Regions from separate parts of the Mus musculus genome. Here region 1 is linked to region 2. A link is a contact called in public promoter capture Hi-C data. All regions are on one chromosome and are shown on one strand. Each heading gives the region's core, a stretch centred on a gene start, on an enhancer-like site or on the middle of the called end of the contact. The rest is flanking DNA. Distances are from core to core; before and after follow the strand shown. Region 1 holds the start of Scnm1 (sodium channel modifier 1). Region 2 holds the start of Mtx1 (metaxin 1).

Region 1 (2,700 bases), core at 11-2,510, 5.9 Mb after region 2:
TGGAGAGCAATAACTTTAAAGTCATCTATTTCCTTCTACCCTTTTCCACTCCTGGCTTTCCCATTCCACGGACCTGTGCTTCCTCCGGCAGCAACTGTTATAGTGGGGAGCTCTGTGTAGAGCATTCTGGGTGATGATTCGAGTCTGGGTTAGCAAAGGAGCCTGGTGATGAAGAGACAGAGTTAGAGCTGTTAGGAGCAAACGTTCCCTCAAGCCTGTTGTGTGAAGTATAGCCCTGTCTAAACCACACCTGATGCCCTCTCACCTCAGTTTTGCTTTCTGTCTTCAATTCGTTCTGCTGTCTTGGATTTTGCTCTGTTCCCTTGCCTGTTTGCTTTTTGCCATAGAAAAGCTTCAGACCTGAGAACAAAAGCAAGGAGGAATGAAAAGCACAATGCCTGGTGGCTTGCTCTCCATCTCCCGCCCTCCCCACTTCTCTGATACTTACTGGACAAATGCTTCTTGCCTGCACGGTGGGCTGTCAACATGGCCAGCGTGTCTAGTACTGGTCGATGGGGGCAGATGGCACAAGCAAAGCTAGGGAAACGAGAAGTGAATGATGTGTGTGGTGTGTGGTGTGTATGTTGTGTGTTCGAGAGCCTGCAGTCGGGGTGTTCTTGCTATGGTGAGTAGGTCCTACTTCTGTCAGAGTACTCCACCACCAACTCCCAGGTTTCCCGATCTCCACCCCTTACACTTCACTTCCAGCCAAAGAGTCCTATTATACTCCTGAACTCCTTAGTGACAAAAGTTTGTTGAGCCTTTGATCCCCGAATCCCCAGGCTTGATCCACTCTTCGCTCTCACCGTCCATCCCGCAGCATCAGTGCCTCGTCCTCAGGGATGTAACTAGCCAGCAGGTCCCCAACTCTCCGTTTCTGCAGGGAGCAGGATAGGAGAAATGAGTAAGAGGGACGGATGGAAATGAAATAGTATGGATAAGGAGTCAAATGGCACACGGGGCTATGCAGATCATAGGGTAGTAGGGGTCACCACTCAGTTCTGGTCCCCTAAGCCCTCCCCTAGATGTCGCCAGAGCAACAAAACAAAACAACAGGGCGGCTGAAGGTGATCAGACTCTCACTAAGGCTTACTTTGAGCACATTGAGTTGACTCCAGTCGTCCCCTTCCCTCTTAAAAGACATAGCGACTGTGAGACTACGATAAATTCCCCTACGCCTACTTCGCTGCTCCTTTAGGCCACCGTAGAAAGAGTACACTATCGCCTTCTCTGCTTCCGGTTTCTTTCTTGTTGAATCTGTACTTCCGGGGATGATGTTCCACGCTTGCGTCGCGCGAACCGGAAGACCCGCCTCCAGCGCCCTGAGGGGGCCTGCATTTCCTACAATACTTTGAGACGCTGTGCCTTTTGGGAAATGAAGTCTTTTGGTTATTTATTTTATTTTTTTATTTTTTTGAAGAGCACACTGCTCACCTGGACACAGGACCTCACATCTCGAAGGATCCAGGTGTTCGGAGACTCAAGATCCTGTATGTGGAGCCGGAATTTCAGGGTGGGACCTTCCTGATGTGGAGCGAGGCGTCAGGGATCTCAGTGGACTATATACTACAAACTCTTGCTGTCCTCAGGCTCGTACTCCTCAGCCACAACCTACCTGGGGTGGGCCTTATTTGGAACAGAGAGGATGTGGGAGCACCCGGCATCCCGACTGTTGGATGTGGGGATACACTGAGGGAAGAGTGTTGATGAGGGTGTCTAGGGTTCAAAGGTCAGAGATCAGGCTTGCGAGGAGTTGGGGAGGGGGCGTCGAAAGTCAACCGGGTCAGCGACTGACAGCTCAGGGAAGATACTTATGGGTAAGGAGCTCGTGGAAAGAGAAATGTAACCGGCCTGGCAGACTTCTTAAGAGACGGACAGTAACTCCAGGCACGGCAAGAAGCAGCAAGAGGAGGACGACGAATGTAGTCTCTCGAGAGTCGGGAGACTGTAGAGAGACGAGAGAAGAGAAAACGAATTATCTGAATATCCATTCCTTGGGTTCGGCCGTCACTGTTACTTAGCTGGGCTTCCCTCAGTTGTGACCCTAGGTCTTGACAGTGAGGAGATGGCTTCTCCCTCTAGACAGCCTCCCCTCGGGGGGTCAGGGCTGCTGCATGGGAGCCGTGCTCGTTCTTATGGAAGCCTGGTACAATCATCCTGCTCCCCAGTGAGGGAAAGACGCCTGGAGCATCAATTGGAGCCTGGAGACACCCTGGCTGGATTAGCACTCAAATACGGGGTAACGGTGAGTCTTCCAGAATTGAGATAGTCCCGAGAAAGTGGGTGGCCCGCTAAGATGCCCCCTCTCACATTATTTAAATTCTATTATGGTCTGTTTTTTTTCTTCCTTATTTTGCTTTCACATCTCAGCAGAGCACTGTTGGGACAGATCTGCCCAACTATCCCAGTGGGAGGAGCAACTCCTGTAGATGGTGAGGGAGGTGGGTGAGTGGGGGCGGGGCTTACAGCCATTAACTGGACTTGTGTCCCTATCAACTTAAGACTGATAAACCAGTTTGATCAAGGTCGAATCACTTAAGTGTCAGAGTAAGGTTTCTGTCTGACTCTAAAGCCGGTACTATTAGCCATGCGGGGGTGGGGTAGGGGTGGGGGTGGGGATGTAGAGACTGGTAAGGAAGAGCTGACTTTTACTAGCACTCTGAAGGTGCCCATTTGTAGTTCTTATTTCCACCCCAAGGC
Region 2 (2,700 bases), core at 12-2,511:
ATTTCCTCCATTGTCAGCCCCCACTCAAGTCACCTACCTCTTTACGAAGATGGGTGATGATCTTGTGTGGCACTGTAATGACTTTCCCATCACTGGTTCGAAGAGCAGGCAGAGTTCCTGATATTGAGAAAGAAGTATACTCACAGGGTCCAGCTTGCCTAGTCATACTCATTTGCATTGCATTCCTGTCCCCTGCTCCTCCCCTGGCACATTCCTGTCCCTCAGGGATACCTGAAGGGCTCTGCCAAGGATTGCTGGTCTTGTGTATCTTCAGTGGGGCGCCTGTAAATCTGGTATAGGTCTGCAGGGAAGGAAGCAGACGGTAGAGAGGCCAGGGTATGGCTTCATAAAGAAACCAAGAAAAGAATCCGTGACTCAGTAAATTATGTTCTATGGTCTATACTTTTATACCAAAAGGAGAGGCGGAAAGAGGGTGTCATTCCTATTTACAAATGGGCAAACTAGACCAGACAGTTCATGGACATGTTTATATGTCCATTTCCAAGATTAAACATTAGGAAAAGATTTCTACCCTTATGCCATCTACACTGTAAAGCCTATTCACAAAAGCTTTTCCTAATTAACTTCCCTCTTCCTGGAAGTACTGATTTACTTTGACAGTCTCTGTATTCTGTTTCTACTTTACATCAATACACGTGATCGTTTCATTATTTGCTTACATGTTTGCCTTTCTGTTAACAATTTCAATACAAGGGTCAAAATCGTATTGCAAGGGAATGTTTTTTACTCTAAGAGGCATAATAAATGTTTTTTGCAATCCCGAAGACGTTGAATGAAGAGAAGCAAGTCTGCCTAGTTCTAAAGGTCTTCCTACACAGTCTGGCTGTGGGGCTGTCTGGTCTACGAAAACGAGATTCAATGGATTCATAGCGGAAAAAGAAGAGATCGTCCAGAAGGGGTTATCCCAAGGTCACCCAGCCAATAAATGGATAGGCAAGGTCTAAACCCATCTTCTGAAGCCCTGACCAAGCCTACTTCCACTGCTACACAAATCGATCCTAGGAAATCCGGACGTAAGGCGCGGAGCCCACATCGGCCTTCGACTGCCTCAGTTTCTCTCAAGACGCATGCGTCTCGGTTCTCGGCAAAGCTCGAGCACCCACTCCGGCTCTCCAGAGATCAGAGGACAGGTGCATGAGCCCTCACCAGCACGGCCAGACTATCCAGGTCCACCGACGGCAATCCCCAGCCCCCTGACCAGCAGAACAGCTCCATGGGCGCCGCCATCTTGTACGCTCTCTGACCCGGAAGCACCTTCTCGTATGCGTCGGCCTTCTCTCGCCAGGAACCGCCCCTGGTCCCCGCCTCCCTGGCCGCCGGGGCTTTGGGGTCTGGGGAGGCGTGGCTCTTGGCGGCCTGAGCCGCGGCGGGGCTGTGAGAGGTGGGGCATCGGCCTTCTGGGGAGCGCCGCGGGCTCGTCCTGAGGCGGCCCCCGTAAGGGAGCAGGGCCGCCGTCCAGACGCGCTTGGGACTTTCGCGGCGCCTCTGCCGAGCGTAGCCACGAACCGCCGGCGACACGGAGGGCTTGGGAGAGGGGCATCTGGTGCGGCTTGTCGGTCTCTGGGGGCACTTGCCAAACTGCACATGGCCCCGACAACCCCGGGCCCTCTCAGGTCTCAGCCCTGAGCGGACGCCGCGGGGGGGTCCCCCGAGCCGCATGTTTTCCACTGCGCGTTATGTTTGGAGAGGGCCTCGCGCTGCCTGTCGCCATGGAAACAAAACAGGGGCGGTGGCGGCGCCCGAGCTGAGGCCCGGCTGGGGCCTGAGTGGGGGAAGGGGAGGTGCGGCTCGCGGGCAGTTGCCTTCGTAACGGGAACTCCTGGTCGGTCCCCAGCTCCCCTCGGGTTCACCCCGGACAGGGCCATCCCGCGGTATCCAGTGTTCCCCAGTCCCATCCTCGCTCCTGTCTTCTAGTTTATGGCTCTAGCCTCTGGTGATGCTTTCCCCTTTCTGATGTCTTAGAAAGCCATCAAGTTCTCGTCGGTGCTTCCAGATTTCTATTTTCCCAAGAGTGAGGGGAAATGGAGGAATGGGCACATGTCAGGGACGCAACACACCGTAATAAAAAAATTTTTTTTTTTTTTGCTGTGCCACATCAATAAGCCTCGTGTCGTACGTAGTCTTCTAGGCACTGTAGCAAAGGATGGTCCACTGACATCCATTTCCGCCAACCGTGAAATAATGCCTAGAACCTAGAATTGCCCAAGGCAGGGGATTCTGACTTTTCCAACCACTGCTTGCAGAGAACAGTAGCATTTGGTAGCGCTGTTAAGTTGAAAGCTCCCAAGAACCAGATGTCAGGCTAAAGGGAAGCATCTTTGAGGAAAATCATTATGGTGGAGCAGGAGGCAAGGAAAGCTCTGGGACTCTTTCCCAGTGCCTCTGGTTTCGGGAGCCGGTGATGCCTCCAAGGTGATTGGCAGCTCTTTGTTTCAACCCCCCCCCCTACCCGCCTGCTCCCCCCCAACCCCCCAGCTCGCTCCTCAGTCCCTCCGCCCCCCTCCTGCTCCTGCTCTCCGCCTAGTCTTTTTCCCTCCCAGTCGCCTTGCCTGCCAGGGGTAGTGAACCGGCTAAGCGGCATGGAGAAGCCGGAACTTTGGGGTGTCCTGGCTCTCCTCCTCCTCTGCTCTTACACGTGTGGCAGTCAGGACCTTCAGGGTAAGCCTGCATTCATCCCCC

Evidence for each region. Promoter capture Hi-C pulls out the DNA fragments that hold promoters and counts their contacts.
Region 1: a contact with region 2 is called in a promoter capture Hi-C map of pre-B cells, with 4 times the contacts expected there. The contact joins the promoter of Scnm1 here to the promoter of Mtx1 in region 2. A contact is called at or near these places in 2 of 39 promoter capture datasets (pre-B cells and second pharyngeal arch cranial neural crest).

What each region holds. Positions count from the first base shown.
Region 1 is chr3:95,132,752-95,135,451 of GRCm38.p6, forward strand. It overlaps Scnm1 (sodium channel modifier 1), which reads right to left and starts at 1,261. Exons shown (of 7, transcript NM_027013.2): 1 at 1,094-1,261; 2 at 807-877; 3 at 449-537; 4 at 266-360; 5 at 74-162. The coding sequence starts at 1,144. It overlaps Lysmd1 (LysM, putative peptidoglycan-binding, domain containing 1), which reads left to right and starts at 1,337. Exons shown (of 3, transcript NM_153121.2): 1 at 1,337-2,245. The coding sequence starts at 2,066.
Region 2 is chr3:89,212,646-89,215,345 of GRCm38.p6, forward strand. Mtx1 (metaxin 1) reads right to left here and starts at 1,262. Exons shown (of 8, transcript NM_013604.3): 1 at 1,168-1,262; 2 at 232-301; 3 at 38-117. The coding sequence starts at 1,248. Thbs3 (thrombospondin 3) reads left to right here and starts at 2,535. Exons shown (of 23, transcript NM_013691.3): 1 at 2,535-2,679. The coding sequence starts at 2,601.